Linked DNA regions of Mus musculus: regions 1, 3, 4 and 5 are each linked to region 2. A link is a contact called in public promoter capture Hi-C data. All regions are on one chromosome and are shown on one strand. Each heading gives the region's core, a stretch centred on a gene start, on an enhancer-like site or on the middle of the called end of the contact. The rest is flanking DNA. Distances are from core to core; before and after follow the strand shown.

The links. Promoter capture Hi-C pulls out the DNA fragments that hold promoters and counts their contacts. Capture Hi-C pulls out chosen DNA fragments and counts their contacts.
Region 1: a contact with region 2 is called in a promoter capture Hi-C map of liver, with 7 times the contacts expected there. The contact joins the promoter of Asb1 here to the promoter of Arl4c in region 2. A contact is called at or near these places in 1 of 39 promoter capture datasets (pre-B cells) and 1 of 9 other capture datasets (liver).
Region 3: a contact with region 2 is called in a promoter capture Hi-C map of liver, with 4 times the contacts expected there. The contact joins the promoter of Cops7b here to the promoter of Arl4c in region 2. A contact is called at or near these places in 2 of 39 promoter capture datasets (liver and pre-B cells) and 2 of 9 other capture datasets (adipose tissue and liver).
Region 4: a contact with region 2 is called in a promoter capture Hi-C map of liver, with 6 times the contacts expected there. The contact joins the promoter of Rab17 here to the promoter of Arl4c in region 2. A contact is called at or near these places in 1 of 39 promoter capture datasets (liver) and 1 of 115 datasets of contacts at active chromatin or transcription factors (bone marrow-derived dendritic cells).
Region 5: a promoter capture Hi-C map of liver shows a contact between it and region 2, with 5 times the contacts expected there. The contact joins the promoter of Lrrfip1 here to the promoter of Arl4c in region 2. A contact is called at or near these places in 2 of 39 promoter capture datasets (liver and pre-B cells), 2 of 484 Hi-C or Micro-C datasets (CD8 T cells and embryonic stem cells), 2 of 115 datasets of contacts at active chromatin or transcription factors (bone marrow-derived dendritic cells and thymic regulatory T cells) and 1 of 9 other capture datasets (liver).

The regions. Positions count from the first base shown.
Region 1 is chr1:91,539,262-91,541,961 of GRCm38.p6, reverse strand. It overlaps Asb1 (ankyrin repeat and SOCS box-containing 1), which reads right to left and starts at 1,397. Exons shown (of 5, transcript NM_001039126.2): 1 at 1,098-1,397. The coding sequence starts at 1,149.
Region 2 is chr1:88,700,914-88,703,613 of GRCm38.p6, reverse strand. Arl4c (ADP-ribosylation factor-like 4C) reads left to right here and starts at 1,423. Exons shown (of 1, transcript NM_177305.4): 1 at 1,423-2,700. The coding sequence starts at 1,950. The coding sequence ends at 2,528.
Region 3 is chr1:86,581,485-86,584,203 of GRCm38.p6, reverse strand. Cops7b (COP9 signalosome subunit 7B) reads right to left here and starts at 1,283. Exons shown (of 8, transcript NM_172974.3): 1 at 1,108-1,283. It overlaps Pde6d (phosphodiesterase 6D, cGMP-specific, rod, delta), which reads left to right and starts at 1,419. Exons shown (of 5, transcript NM_008801.3): 1 at 1,419-1,904. The coding sequence starts at 1,855.
Region 4 is chr1:90,968,233-90,970,932 of GRCm38.p6, reverse strand. It overlaps Rab17 (RAB17, member RAS oncogene family), which reads left to right and starts at 1,313. Exons shown (of 6, transcript NM_008998.4): 1 at 1,313-1,703.
Region 5 is chr1:91,052,164-91,054,863 of GRCm38.p6, reverse strand. Lrrfip1 (leucine rich repeat (in FLII) interacting protein 1) reads right to left here and starts at 1,420. Exons shown (of 25, transcript NM_001310732.1): 1 at 1,141-1,420. The coding sequence starts at 1,206.

The DNA of each region.
Region 1 (2,700 bases), core at 148-2,647, 2.8 Mb before region 2:
ACCTGTGCCTCTACCCAAGCTGGAAACACACAAACAGAACAGACACTAAAACAACACTGGGGTCGGGGTGGGGTGCAAAACCACTTTTTCTTCCACAGGACTATTCTGTACCTTAAGAAATAGCTACCCTTTGACCAACCACCTCTCTCCCATTTCTCATTCCTGCATGACAGGTCAATCCACTCAAAGATCTTGTCTGTCCCTGAGATCAAATTCAATGACAACCAAAGCTCTTGGTGGTAGAGGCCTTGCCTTGCTTTTTCATGTCACCCCGATAGCCCCAGGTGAGTCAGGCCAATAGGACATCATCCACAAAGTTTGTTGAATTGATGGAGGGAGGAATGACAAGAGACTGTACCAACATTGTGGCTTTCTCAGATTTTCTGCATACAGAAGAGAGCTCAGTGAACTCTAAAATCAGAGATGGGTGCAGAAGCACACCTACCAAACACCTACCAGCAGGTTCAGAAAGACCCCAAGGTGGACGCCGTACCAGGAAACTCTCCTGGGAATTGTTAGTTCCATTGTAGCAGCACTGCAAAGTGGAGCAGCTTTAAGGCAGGTGGCAAGTGTCACCCTTTTTCTGCAGGTGGGTCAAGCGCCCCTGTAAGAGTTGTGGCACTAGCAAGCTCTCTGGGGACAGCACTGTCGTTAAGGTGGGTGGAGGTGGGGCGGAGGACGTTTGTCCAGTAGCTACTGCGCTGACTGGCTGGCGGGATGGGGAAAGGGAACCTGTCCGCACGAAGGCTGACCTCTGAGGGCCCTTACTGACCAGTGAGCTCATACCTGGAAGAAGATCCGAACCCCATGGTCCAGCCAGGGTCATCGCTGACGGGGATGGGCTAACAGGGTGGCAGTTACAAGGCTAGCTCCACCAGAAAGAAACCTCCGTGGGAGGGATGTCCACGAGAGGCCAGGCAGGAGCGGGGGCGCGCGCCTAGGGCCGCGCGGAGCCTAACGTCCACACTTACTGACCCCGGGCGCGATTCCTCGGATCTGGCCTGCGAGGACCGAGGACCCGAGTCCCGGACGCCCAAGGGACACTCTGACCCCAAGACGCAACCCCGCTCCCTACTACCCCTAGCCGCGCACGTTACCTGCGGGTCCCGGGCCGGCCCGTCCATCGGGGCCGGTCCCGCCCTCCGCCATGCCTACTTGGTCCTCAGCCTCCGCCCTGACCCCGCCGCCTGTCCACCTCCGCAGCAATCCTGTCAGAGAGCAACGCTGTCAGAGAAGCACCGCCGGCGTTTCCGGCAGGTGGGCGTGTCCAGGGCTCGGCTTCCGGGGAGTATGAGCCTCCTTTTCGTACTTCCTGCTCCGGACGGAGGGTGCTGGGGTCTCCACTTCCGGCCTGGCTAACGGACTTGATTGCTGATTAGCGGGGTTGACCAAACTGCGTCTCCCGAGGCAACAGCAGCAGCTTCTGGGGAAACGCCTTTCCTCTGGGGGCGGAGGCTTATTTGCATGCCTCAGGAACTCCTGGTTGGTCGATTCTGTTCCCGCCCACTGGAGGGCGGGACGTGGGCGGGACCGTTACGGCCCAGTGGACTGTGGTCCGCTATCGCAGCGGCTGAAGGGTGTTGAGTGACGTGGGGCTGCGCTGCTGTCCTTTCTACGAGACTCCAAACGGTGCCTTCCGAGTCGGTGACTTGCAAAGTTGTGTTAGACGAAGGCAGCCCAGAATGTCTCCATGGAGCCAATAGTGTCTGTAACTTGGTCAAGGCGTGTTGACAGAGTGGCTTTCCCTCAAGCACTCCCGATTTTACATCGGTCACACTGTGTGCGTTGCGTTACGAACAGTTCTTAAGCATGGACGCTGTCGGGTCCTTTCATTCTCCTCTACACAACTTAGGGAAGGTACCTTGCAGGGGGAGGACCCCAGTGGACCGGGGGGAGACCGCGCCTTAAGGAGACAGAAGCGCCCCGCTGTCCTGTGAGATGGAGGCAAGGCCACAGTCTCCAACACCGCGGCTGTGACTTGTCTGCATCTTTGTGTGGTCATGGCACACCAGCTGGGAGCTAGCGACTATAGGTGCCCAACAAATCCTCGTGCCCAGACTGGCTCAGTTGCACAGGTCTGTGGAGCTGTGTGAGGCATCCTGGAACAGAGCCACGGGCTCTGAGGGTTTTGAGGGGAGCGGGGAGATTCCTGCAGTGGTGTTTGGTCTTGATAACACCGTTGGCACGAGGGACAGGTGACACCAATGACGCTGCAAGGCAAAGAGCCAGAGGTGGCTCAGCCTTATGGCTCTGCTCCACGGCTGCACATCCCTGGCTGGGATACCTCAAGGGTAAAACCACCCAAATGCGCATCAAAATGTGGTGTCGTGGCCATCCATATATCCTTTAAAAAGCCTCTGCCCCAGGTTACAACATGGCCAACCCTGGAGGATCTCTGCTCAGTGAAATAAGCCAGCAATAACGAACAAATAATGCACTCTTCCACACATAGGTCACTAAAGGAATCAGCTTCGGAAACAGAGTGGAATAGTAGGTGTCAGTTTGCTTCCAGAAAAGGGAGTGTCACGGGTGAGGGGACAGAGATAAAACTCCAGGCTGTCACCCTAGCCTGAGAACTTCGTTGAGACCAAAACTCAAGCAAAACTGGACTTACTGCTTTGGCTCGGGAAAAAAAAAATTTGTTAAGACTAATGGAAGCAATGTTGAGGTTTTATTTAAAATACTTTAACATTAGACTTT
Region 2 (2,700 bases), core at 174-2,673:
GGGGAGGGGGTGCCCATTGGAAAGCATCCCAGAACCAATGCATCACTGATCTTAGGCAGGCTGTCTGCACTGAGGTCCCCTTAGCAAGTACCAGCACACAGACCTAAATTTCCTCCTCTAGCAAGCTGGACAGGTAATCTGAGTGGACCTTGCCAGCACCAACATCCATCACCAGTCCCTGGGCTTGAGTCTAGCTGGTGGAAGCCTAGACTGGCTTTTGGAGTTGTGAGAATTAAAAGATGGAATTGAACAGGTGTGATTTTTCTCACAGGCTTTAGTACAAATGAAATCATGTATTATAACAGCATTAGAAAGGAAGGTTCCTCTCTCTCTCTCTCTCTCTCTCTCTGTGTGTGTGTGTATATATATAATTTTTAAGATCACAAATGATAAGCATTTTTATTTTCTTTCCCTGGATTACATTTGCAACCTTTTCTGACCCAGAAGCCTGACCTACACAAATGTAAACCATTTTCCCCTTGGCTGTCATCTCTAGTTCCCATCATCATCAAACCTGTGTCACTCATAATCACCCCCCCCCCGACTTCCCTCCACATGCAGAAATAATATTCATTTGCTACGTTTTACAAGGTAGGATAAAACCACTGAATGGAGTCACGAAATGGAACCCAGAAAATATGTATTTGTGACTCATCACACCACCAGCTCCAAGCTAGCTAGGGTCTTCTAGTGACCTAGCTTTCCTGAAGCCTGGTCAGGTGATTTGGACCTCCCCCATCCCCTACCCTCACCCCATCCCTGGTAGGTTCTCAAGGTAGAATGACAAAGGTTGCTTTAAGACTAACCTAATCTGGGATGTCAGCAGAGTGGAGGGGGTGGGGAAGGGGTGGGGAAGCATAAAGCAAGGCTCCAAAATGGGTGTCTGAGAAAGAAATGTCTGGAGTTATCTAGGCAGGTGGGTGGTAGGTAGTCTTAACTGAGCCTCCTGGGCACACCCTAGACTTAGGGAGCATACGCATCAAGGAAGAATAGGGACCAAGACACTAGGGCACCAAAGAGCGTGAAACCACGCGGTGGAAATGGATTAGGAGTGGGCAGCAGCAGGGCTGCAGGCTCAAGGAGGTCAGCTCCTCTCCTCCGCCCTCCTGCGTCGGTGCCGCAGTCTCACCGCCCTAGCCCTCTGCAGTCGCTGCCTTTGCCCGGCCAGCTGCGGGCTAGGCCCCGGGCGGGGGTTCCGGAGCCCGGAGCTATTTTTAAAAGACGCGTCACCGGATTGGGGAGGAAGAGTCCGCGTCCAGGCCCACAGTCGGCGCGCGGCCGGCGGGAAGGGTCGCCTGGGCGAGTTTCGAACGATCGGAGCGCGCGAAAAGACGCAACCGACCGAGAAGACCCCGCCTGACCCCGGGAGACCGCGGGGCGTGGCGGGCGAGGGGCGTGGCCTGTGGGCGGGACTAGAGGGGCGGGGCCGGCGCCCTCCGGCCGCAGCAGGCTGGTGGCGGCGGCGGCGGTAGCAGCAGCGCCTAGTACTGCAGGGACAGCAAGGCAGCTACGCTAACTCGGACGCCGGGGAAGCCCGCGCCCCGCCTGCGCCTTTGCGGCGCTCCCGGGAGCCGGAGCTAGAGCAGCTCCGAGGTGCGCCGAGACCAGAGGCTGCTGCAGAGCCGCGGTGCGGGAGAGCCGCAGGTCGAGCCGGGCTACCGCGCAAGGCGCAGACATCCTACACCGCGGCGTCTGTCCGTGGCGGCTGCGCGAGAGACAAAGCCTCCGGAGAAAGATGCCCGCGGAGCACGCACCAGGCGGGCCAGGGAGCCGGCCCCTCCGAGCCTAAGCGCGCCTGGCCGTGCGCCGCGGGGACGCCGAGACCCCACCGGGTCCAGCAACGGGCGGGGCCCAGGTGCGCCCGGCCGCAGAGGGCCTGTGACTGCTCGGGGGGCGGCGCCCTCCCGCCGCAGCCGCAGTCGCAGTGGCCGGCGCCGCAGCGAGGAGCCATGGGCAACATCTCCTCCAACATCTCGGCCTTCCAGTCTCTGCACATCGTTATGCTGGGCTTGGACTCGGCCGGCAAGACTACGGTGCTCTACCGGCTCAAGTTCAACGAATTCGTGAACACTGTGCCCACTATCGGCTTCAACACCGAGAAGATCAAACTGAGCAACGGCACTGCCAAGGGCATCAGCTGCCACTTCTGGGACGTGGGCGGCCAGGAGAAGCTACGGCCGCTGTGGAAGTCCTACAGCCGCTGCACGGACGGCATCATCTACGTGGTGGATTCGGTGGACGTGGACCGGCTGGAGGAGGCCAAGACGGAGCTGCACAAGGTGACCAAGTTTGCGGAGAACCAGGGCACACCGCTCCTGGTTATCGCCAACAAGCAGGATCTGCCTAAGTCGCTGCCGGTGGCCGAGATTGAGAAGCAACTGGCGCTGCACGAGCTCATCCCGGCCACCACCTACCATGTCCAGCCGGCGTGCGCCATCATCGGCGAGGGCCTCACCGAGGGCATGGACAAGCTCTATGAGATGATCCTGAAACGCAGGAAGTCTCTCAAGCAGAAGAAGAAGCGGTAATGCGCTAGAGCAGCGATCTGGAGCAAGGCTGAGCGAGCAAGCCAGTGAGTGAATGAATGGACGTCTGGGTTGAGCGAGAACCCGCGAACAAAGACAACGAACCAAAGCGATGATTCGAATTTTTAAAACACGATCTCTGTATCCAAATACAGGACTTGGAGACTTAAGCCGG
Region 3 (2,719 bases), core at 34-2,533, 2.1 Mb after region 2:
ATAATTTTCATTGCTACTTCAGAACTGTAATGTTTCTACTGTATGGATCATAATGTAAACATTTTTGGAGATAGCGGTTTGCCAAAGGGATTTTTGACCCACAGTTTGAGAACCACTGCTTTAAGTTCAAATGTCATTTCCACCATGAAGTTTTGCCAGCTGTTAAAGGCACGTCACCAGAACCTCTAAGGCATTCTCCACTTGATCTTGACTAAAAGGCCAACAAGTAATCCTCTGTGGCATTCTGATATCTTTTCTTTTATGCCACTTGTCAACTCCATCTTGAATCTCCTTATCTCCCTAATCAGTTATGTATCTTCTGAATAACAGTGGCCTATCTTTTACTTAATTCAGTACCCAACCAAAACCAAAAACCAAAACAAGGTTTGTTGAGTTACTTGGAAGAAAAACAAACAAAATGGGTGGGTGATCAAATGGGTGGAGTGGGAACAAGAACAGGAAAGAAGGCCAGAGGAAGGACACAGGCGTCTCCAAGGAAACAGAGGGTTAAACCAACTTTATCTACTTTCTGGGGGAAAAACAATCATTAAATGTCAACTTGAATGTCAAAAAAGCAAATAAAAATAGCAAGACCTATCTAGTCTGAGGATAAAGGACTGTCACACCAGCTCCTTTCAGGAAATCCATGAAATAAATGCTTTCCTATTTTCTGGGTGTTTCAACACTAGTTCAGAAACTGTTCATTAAGGAGAAAAACAATCACATTGCCATGCTTCTAAAAATATTACCTCCCTAGTGTAGTGTAGATACTAGATGACAGGTCAGTAGATGTAAAGCCAGATTTTAACTGTGTCAATTTGCTGTGCTCTCTGGCCAGTCTCTGCCTCACCGGGTCTCTATTTCCTCATATTTAAAAACAAAAGATAAAGAGATTGGATTGGCAAAATCTTTTAAGTCTTCCTGTACTAACATTGAGTATAAACAATCTTTAGCTCACCCAGTCCAAAGCAGAAATATAACATAAACCCTGCAAAACAAGTAAAAATGAACTCCAGACTAATAAACTAACACTATTTGAGGAGGTCATTTTGTTCTGTTATCTCTCGTGGCTTAATATGTGGTTTTGTTGGTGGTTTGCAGTCTTACCATGGTTTGCAGACTCCTGAGTTCCATGTAAACAGAAGTTAACTGTCGGTGGGTTGTCACGTCTCCGGGGTAAAAGAAGACCTTCCTGCTGGGTTTCAAGTAACAGGATTCAGAAACCAACCCCATAGGAGGATTTCAAATATGTGCACACTGCTCGGCACACTGGAACCCAAGTTAAAAAGATGGAGCGCATAGTATGCTGGGACTTGTAGTCCCTGGCCTCTAATGGTGCGCTGGGATCGCCTGTGCTCTCTGGGATGCTGGGAAATGTAGTTTCTGCCACCTTGTACAGTGCAGCCTGCCATAGTCTCAGACCACTAGTGTGCCCGGCAACAAGAGCAGGCATCTCAAACGCCTCTGAAGATTTCAAGCCATCGCTCCTCTGGGACAAACTCTAGGCAACAACACGAAAGAAAATTCTGTCCTCCGGGACTCTCCAAGAGGGCCTTTCCCACTGACGCTCTCCGTCCCCGAGCGAAGCCGCTGAGCGTTGCTATTGGCTACTCAAGATGCCAATCGCCAAGGCTGGCTTGTCATTGGTTTCAAGGCGGGAGCTCCACGACTAGAGGGAAGGAGAAGGGATCAGGAGCGGGAGCTGAGGGGAGGGAGAGGCCGGTTCGGGTCTGGCCGCCACCGCTGTTCACCTGAGGTGTCCGGCCGGGCTGCGGCTGTCCTCGGTTCCTGGGTACCGTCTGCGAGGCCCCGCGGAGCCAGCGTGGGAGGGCCGCGGGCGGCAGGCGCCGCATCATGTCAGCCAAGGACGAGCGGGCCAGGGATATCCTGAGAGGCTTCAAACTGTATCCGCCCGGGAGCAGGGGCGGGGCTGGGAGGAGGCCGTGGCTCTAAGGAGCCAGGCTTTGGCAGGGGCGTCAGGTGGGCACCGGGGAAGAAGGGCTACGAGAAGGGGCAGGAAAGGAACTGTGTGCCGGGCCCCCGGGAGGGACCGCGAACGGGAGGCAGGCACAGGGGCACCCTGAGGGAGAAAGGGGACGTTGATGGAGCCTGGGGGGGGGGGGGGGCGGGGGGGAGGATGGAGGTGGAGGAGCCCCGGGACCTGGCTACTGCGAGAAGAGTTCCCATTTGAAATTAGGGTCCTGAAGGCCGGGAGGCCAGAAGGGGGCTGCAGTCCCCACGCAGAGGCTGAGGGAGTGCAGCAAGCTGGCCTCCTAGCCTGCCTAGGAGCGACTTTGGCGGGAAGCCCAGGGTGGGAGCAGGAGAAAGTGACTCCAAGCAAGTGACCTTGTATGTGGGGGATAATGTACCCCATCCCACCCCACCACACACACATCCGTCTTGTTTTCACAACTTTTCTTCCTCACTTGTGGCTTCTTATAGGGCTGGAGTAGTGGAGAGGTGGGGAAAGAGAAATTAAAGACGGACCCCATCTTAACACTTTGTTGGCCTTTGGAGCATTAACATCTCAAGTTCTCTTTCCAGCGAGATGAGAAATAGGAGGTGTGTGAGATGCATGAGGTACTTTGGTTTTGAACCGACTCCCGGCAAAATTATCTTTGGCATTGCTGAGGTTAACGCTTTATTATGGTGAAGCTGTTCACAATTACTTGATTGTGTTGAGGACACCATATGATATCAGAATTCGTTGTTTCGGTGG
Region 4 (2,700 bases), core at 64-2,563, 2.3 Mb before region 2:
CAGAGGTCCCCAGCCTCATGAACTGAGCAAATACTGGGTTGTTTGCCCCTCTAGAGGGAGACAGTTACAGTGGGATTGTATCTCACTGGTGAGGCAGCCAGCCTCACAGACCAAACGGCTTCTAGAGTCTCACTCTTTCAGTGGGATTCAGCGTTTGTTACTGTTTTTATGTAAGTTGACTTAATACATTCGGCACATATAAAGCTCTTTCCATTGCTCCTTGTGCATGTGTTGCAAGGGCAGGTCCAGCCACCCACAAGTCTGTCTTCAGGGTACTGAATCGAGATTAGAGTTTAAATAGAGGGCCAAGGATAAGCACCTCTATTCTGATCAGTCTCAGACAACGTGTGGTCCCGCCCACCACGGATCCGTCATTATAACAACATGAGAACTTCAGTCTCATTGTAAGGTAGTCCGACAAGCTGTTAGAAATGCATGCAATCTCTTCCCAGGCAGTGTACTCCCCAGTACAAGATTGCTAGGAGAATGCCCACTCCTTTGGGCTCGCTGTTTCAACAGTCTGATGTTCAACAGTCGAACTGAGCTACCTGTTACCCTGCAGCTCTGAGACTTGACCTCTCCTTACAGCTCCCGAGCTGTTGTCTGTCTGTCCATGGGGTTAATAACTCTTTATAAACCCCTTTGATAACCCCCCCCCCCCGCAACAACCCATCTCAGTGTCCCCTTGAACTCCGGAGACCTTTGTACCAGTACCATTTCCAGTGTAAACCGAAAAGGCCACGCCCACACATCTCTACCCACTACAAGGAGGATAGAAGCGGTGCTGGGTGCCACACCTTGGATGCCAATCTAGGCACAGGGAATCAGGGTCCTGTTCAGAAACAGAATGAGGTTCTTGGTCTTCAAGGCTGTGGGGGCACCCAGACGTGTGGACAGGGTGTGCGTCCTGGAGGACAGGGTGACAAGAAGAAGGCCAGTGGCCTCTGCAGAGAAACAGGTTCTTCAGGGTGCATTGGAAAGCCTCTTGGGAATCCACGACAGCTGCCCCCTCCCCCACTTAAACGGTGCTGAGTTCCCCATTGGGAACACAAGCTGGTAATCCAGGTGAGTTGTGAGCACAGAGAGAACACGCGATTGCCTGGGACTTGTGGCTGAGCACAGGAGAACTGATTTCCATCTTTCTTCAGCCTAGAGTTTCTCCTTCTGGGGATCCTCCAGCCCTGCCCAGGCAATTACCTGCTCCAAGGCACACCCATCCCAGGCTCTGGCCCCGGCCCTGCCCATCTGGCATGCGGCCTCAAACTGGAGATGTTTACATAAATTAAGAAGTGAGCTCGCTCGCTCCTGTAACAGAAGAGCTGTTCTCTAAGTCTGTGATGCTTTCTGGTACAGGTGAGACCTGGAAAGGGCTGAAATTCAGGGCTGCAGCTCGGTGAGGAGGCAGAGAGCCACCAAGTGTGACTTCTAGCTTACTCTGACCCAGCTGATCACATGATCATGTGGGGACTTTGCACCGGAGTTTACAGGAAGAGTCCTGCCGGCTGGGGCCTTGGTGGGAGCAGGGGGCCTGCTCACTTCATTTGCTCGGCTGCTGGTAGTCAGTGTGCACTGCTCTGCCCACCCCGCCCCTGGCAGGACCCTGACGAGTCATACAGCACCCAGGGGAAGCACAGCCAGGGGAAGAGAGGGGTGCCTGCGGCCCTGTGGGATGGTGGTCTGTAGCACTCTTCTAAAGTGAACAGGTGAGTCCTTTTTAGATTGTGTTGTGCTGCGTGTGTGTGTGTGTGTGTGTGTGTGTGTGTGTGTGTGTGTGTGCTGTGAGCATGTGTGAGTGTGTGTGTATGTGTGTGTGTGTGTATGTGTGTGTGTGCTGTGAGCATGTGTGTGTGTGTGTGTGTCTGCTGTGAGTGTGTGTGCATACAGATGTGTGTCCCTGTGTTCTCAGGACCTGAATCAGAGGCGAATCTGAAACAGTAGACGCCTTGAGTTTGTTCAGCACCTATAGTGTTCTTGTTTGGGTCACATTGAATTTTCCTTGCAGAAAGTTCCAGTTAAGGGTTTTGAACATAAAAGGCGAGTGTGAGTGAGTGGGTGCCTTGTAAGGAAGCCTTTTCAGATGGCTGCAGAGGCTCCAGCAATAGCAGAGAGCTTGGCAGACTCTTCCAAAAACTCTCTTCTGCAGCTTGCTGTCAAATGCCATGTTGTTCTGAAGTTCGGTGTCTGGAATGGACAGCTTGGAGGATCTGGGTGAAGAGGAAGGGGTGCAGCTTCCTGGGGTTTCCTCCTTCCCTGAATGTGTTTTCTTAGGTGGAAGAGAGGCAGGCTTGTGACTGCTGAAGAAGGACCCAGTCAGGATGGGAAGAGACTCCCAATTGCAACCACTGCCTTCAGAAAGATCCAAATTCTAGAAGAGGGGGCAGGTACCACATCTCCAACTTTCCCTCCAAGTCGAGGCTTCTGCCTGGCTGCTATTGGAAACTTGCAACACACAGTCACTCAGAAAGCAACACGAGCACATCTGCCGTGGTCTTATCTATTACAGAGAAAAATAATTAATAGCAGGAAAAAAATTCAGTGATAGGGGAATGAACTATCAAAGCGAGATAATTGTAGAAATCTGACGCAGGCACGTGGACACTGTGTTTGATGCTATGACCATTAGGGCAGAGTGTGAGATTACATCAAAGCTGAGGTATTGTTGTTGTTATTGTTGCTGCTGTTTTGTTGTTATTAGAGATA
Region 5 (2,700 bases), core at 171-2,670, 2.4 Mb before region 2:
TCAGCAAGGAACTGACATTTTACAAGTCTGTCATTGGAATAAAAGTTTACTTAGCCTTCCTAGCACTTGGAGGAAGCTCCCCCAGTCAGAGCAGCCTTGCCTCGACTACTCTTCCTTAAAGACCAACTAACTACAGGATTAACTCCTACCTGGAGAATGAGTGGCTGAGGCTCAGTTTTTATCAAGGTCTCACAAAAGCCTGCTAAAATGGGAACCTTGGGTCTCCCCCTCTCTCTGGTATCAACTCCATAAAATACATGGTTTCACAGAGTACAATTTACTTTGAAATATTCCCACTAATAAGCAACCACAGCCATGGATAAGGCGCGCGGGGGTGGGGGGGGTGGGTGGGTGATGCAGGCTTGTAAGCCCGATAGTGGAAGGGTTGAGACATGAGAATCCTGAGAGCAAGGCTAGTTTGGGTTATGGATCCTGCCTGAACTCCCAGACCCCAAAACTATAAACTACACAGGCTGTAACAACCAAAAATCCCCCAACTCCCCGGTGCCCAATTTTCAATCACCGTCGTCCTCATCCACTGTCCCTACGTAAGTTCGGGAAGTAAAATATGCGTAAGCACCTTGCCCAGACACAAGTGGCTTCTGGCACCCGCCGAAGTGGATCTGGGGCCCTGGATCCTAGAGGAAGGTGTTCCTGAGGTCAAGAACCTGTAAACCCTCCAAGCCACTCATGGCAAGGTGGTGCGGCTGGATGAGGACCCAGGTGCTGTACTCGGTAAAACACCAAACCAGCAGTTCCCTGTGAAACTCTACACCACCCTCAGATCTCAGACCTCGGTTGGGTCCTGGCCAGAGCCAGCCAGCTGGGCAAAGCCTGCCTAAAGACCATCACTAGGGGTGGAGGGAGAGCCCACTCTCCTTTTCGTCCTTGAGAGGAACATTGGAGCATAAAATGTACTTTTCAGAGCTCCGCCTACGGACACCTTACACTCAGCCAACCACCTGATGGTAGGCAGGAGCTGCCCTATATCAGGATTTTCGAGTGGCCCAAGCCCACTCGCCTCTACTCCAGCAGCACCACGGTAGCTGAAGGGGCCACTGTCCTTGACCTTAGAACCAACTGAGGGACCCAGGCGGCGGTTGCTGGCAGGCACAGGTCTGAATCATGTCTCCCTCTTACCAGTCTTTGCGCCTCTGGACTCAGACAGTCGATTTCCTTGTTTTGCGCGCCCTCTGGGCTGGTCATGTTGCCGAAGTGAAGTGCAGACCAACTTCCCACCCAAGAGTTCGCGCGGAAGACCCGCTCCCTAGTCCACAGGCAGAGGGTTCTCAGTGAGGCCACATTCTGGGATCCAGGAAAGCCGTCCAGGCAGAAGTAGAACTTTCAACGATCCCCTGGGCGCACACGCTCGGACGCCCAACTCCGAGGTTCCCTAGCTGGGGTGCGGCCGGCGGGGCGGGGCGCAGGTGGCTCCCGGCCGGGGGCGGGGGTGGCAAGAGAGGAGCCGGGGGCATACTCCGCCCCAGCCCCGCCCAGCCTCTCCCCACGCCCCACCCACCCTATGCCCGCCTCTCCTTCCTTCCCAGCCCCTTTCCCGCGCTCTTTCCAGGGGGTTGTACCCCTTCCTCTATGGTTCCACCCAGCCTGTGTCCATCTGCTTCCAACTTTCCTTCCTCGCAGCCACATTCTGCCACTTTAGTCGTCGGCTTCGCCCACGATGGCACTCTCAGCCAAAGCACTCCTACCATGAGGTCCACTCGGGCCCGCCTACCCGGGACCCCAGCTCCTCCTCCGTAGCCCCACCCACGCTCCTCCTCTTGCACCGCCTCAGAGCCTCCGGAACCGCCTCCCTCCCCTCCAGACCGCTCCTGGCCAGCAAGCTGCTGTGCCATCAATCACCACCCAGTCCCTGCGGCAGACACCGGAAAGACTGAGGGAAAGACCCTGGGGACCCCACCCTTGGCCACGCCCTGGCCGTCCCCAGCTGAGTCAGCGCGGGAGACCAGCCCAGGCCTAGGGAGGCGCGCCTTCGGTTAGGACACGCGTGGCTTTAGCTGGAACCACACCGCATGAGCCTCTGCCAGAGCGCAGCTGCGCCCGTCACTACTGTCTTCCGAGCCGGCACGGCTTTGGGGACCACAAAGCTACCGCCCATGACCACGCTGGACAGGAGCGAGAATCAAGCGGAGGTGACAGCCGCGATCCGATAGGGAGCGTCGAGGAACTAGTATCCACGCTGGACAGTGACCCGACTCGCAGCACGCGCCTTCCACGTCCACTGGGCAGGAGCACCCCTGATTTAAACTTAAAGCCAAGCGGGCAAGCAACCAGAAGGTTCCAGTGTTGTGCGCTATGGACAGGAGCACATGGCCTGGGTGACCTGTTTTCTCCACCCTAGAAGAGCCTTCTTCGGGCTCAAAAGGAAAATCAGAGGGCCCCCTGCCTTGTTTCTCTGTACTGGAGACTCCAGAAAGATCTAGAGAAGCCAGTCACATCTGAGCCCGGCTGACACGCTTTTTTGGTAACAAGGAACCAGTGTGCGCTGGCTTATGCACATGTGGGGCAGCAGCATTCTGGTACTAAGTCTCTGGGTAGTGCTTCGAAGGACTGGGTAGACCAGAGAGTAGACACAGAAAGACGAGTTCTAGGGGGCAGGATGGCCTGGACCAAAGGGATGAAGGGGACCTAGTTTGAGGAGTACTATGCAGGCCGAAAGAAAATGGGTACCAAGCTTTGGTG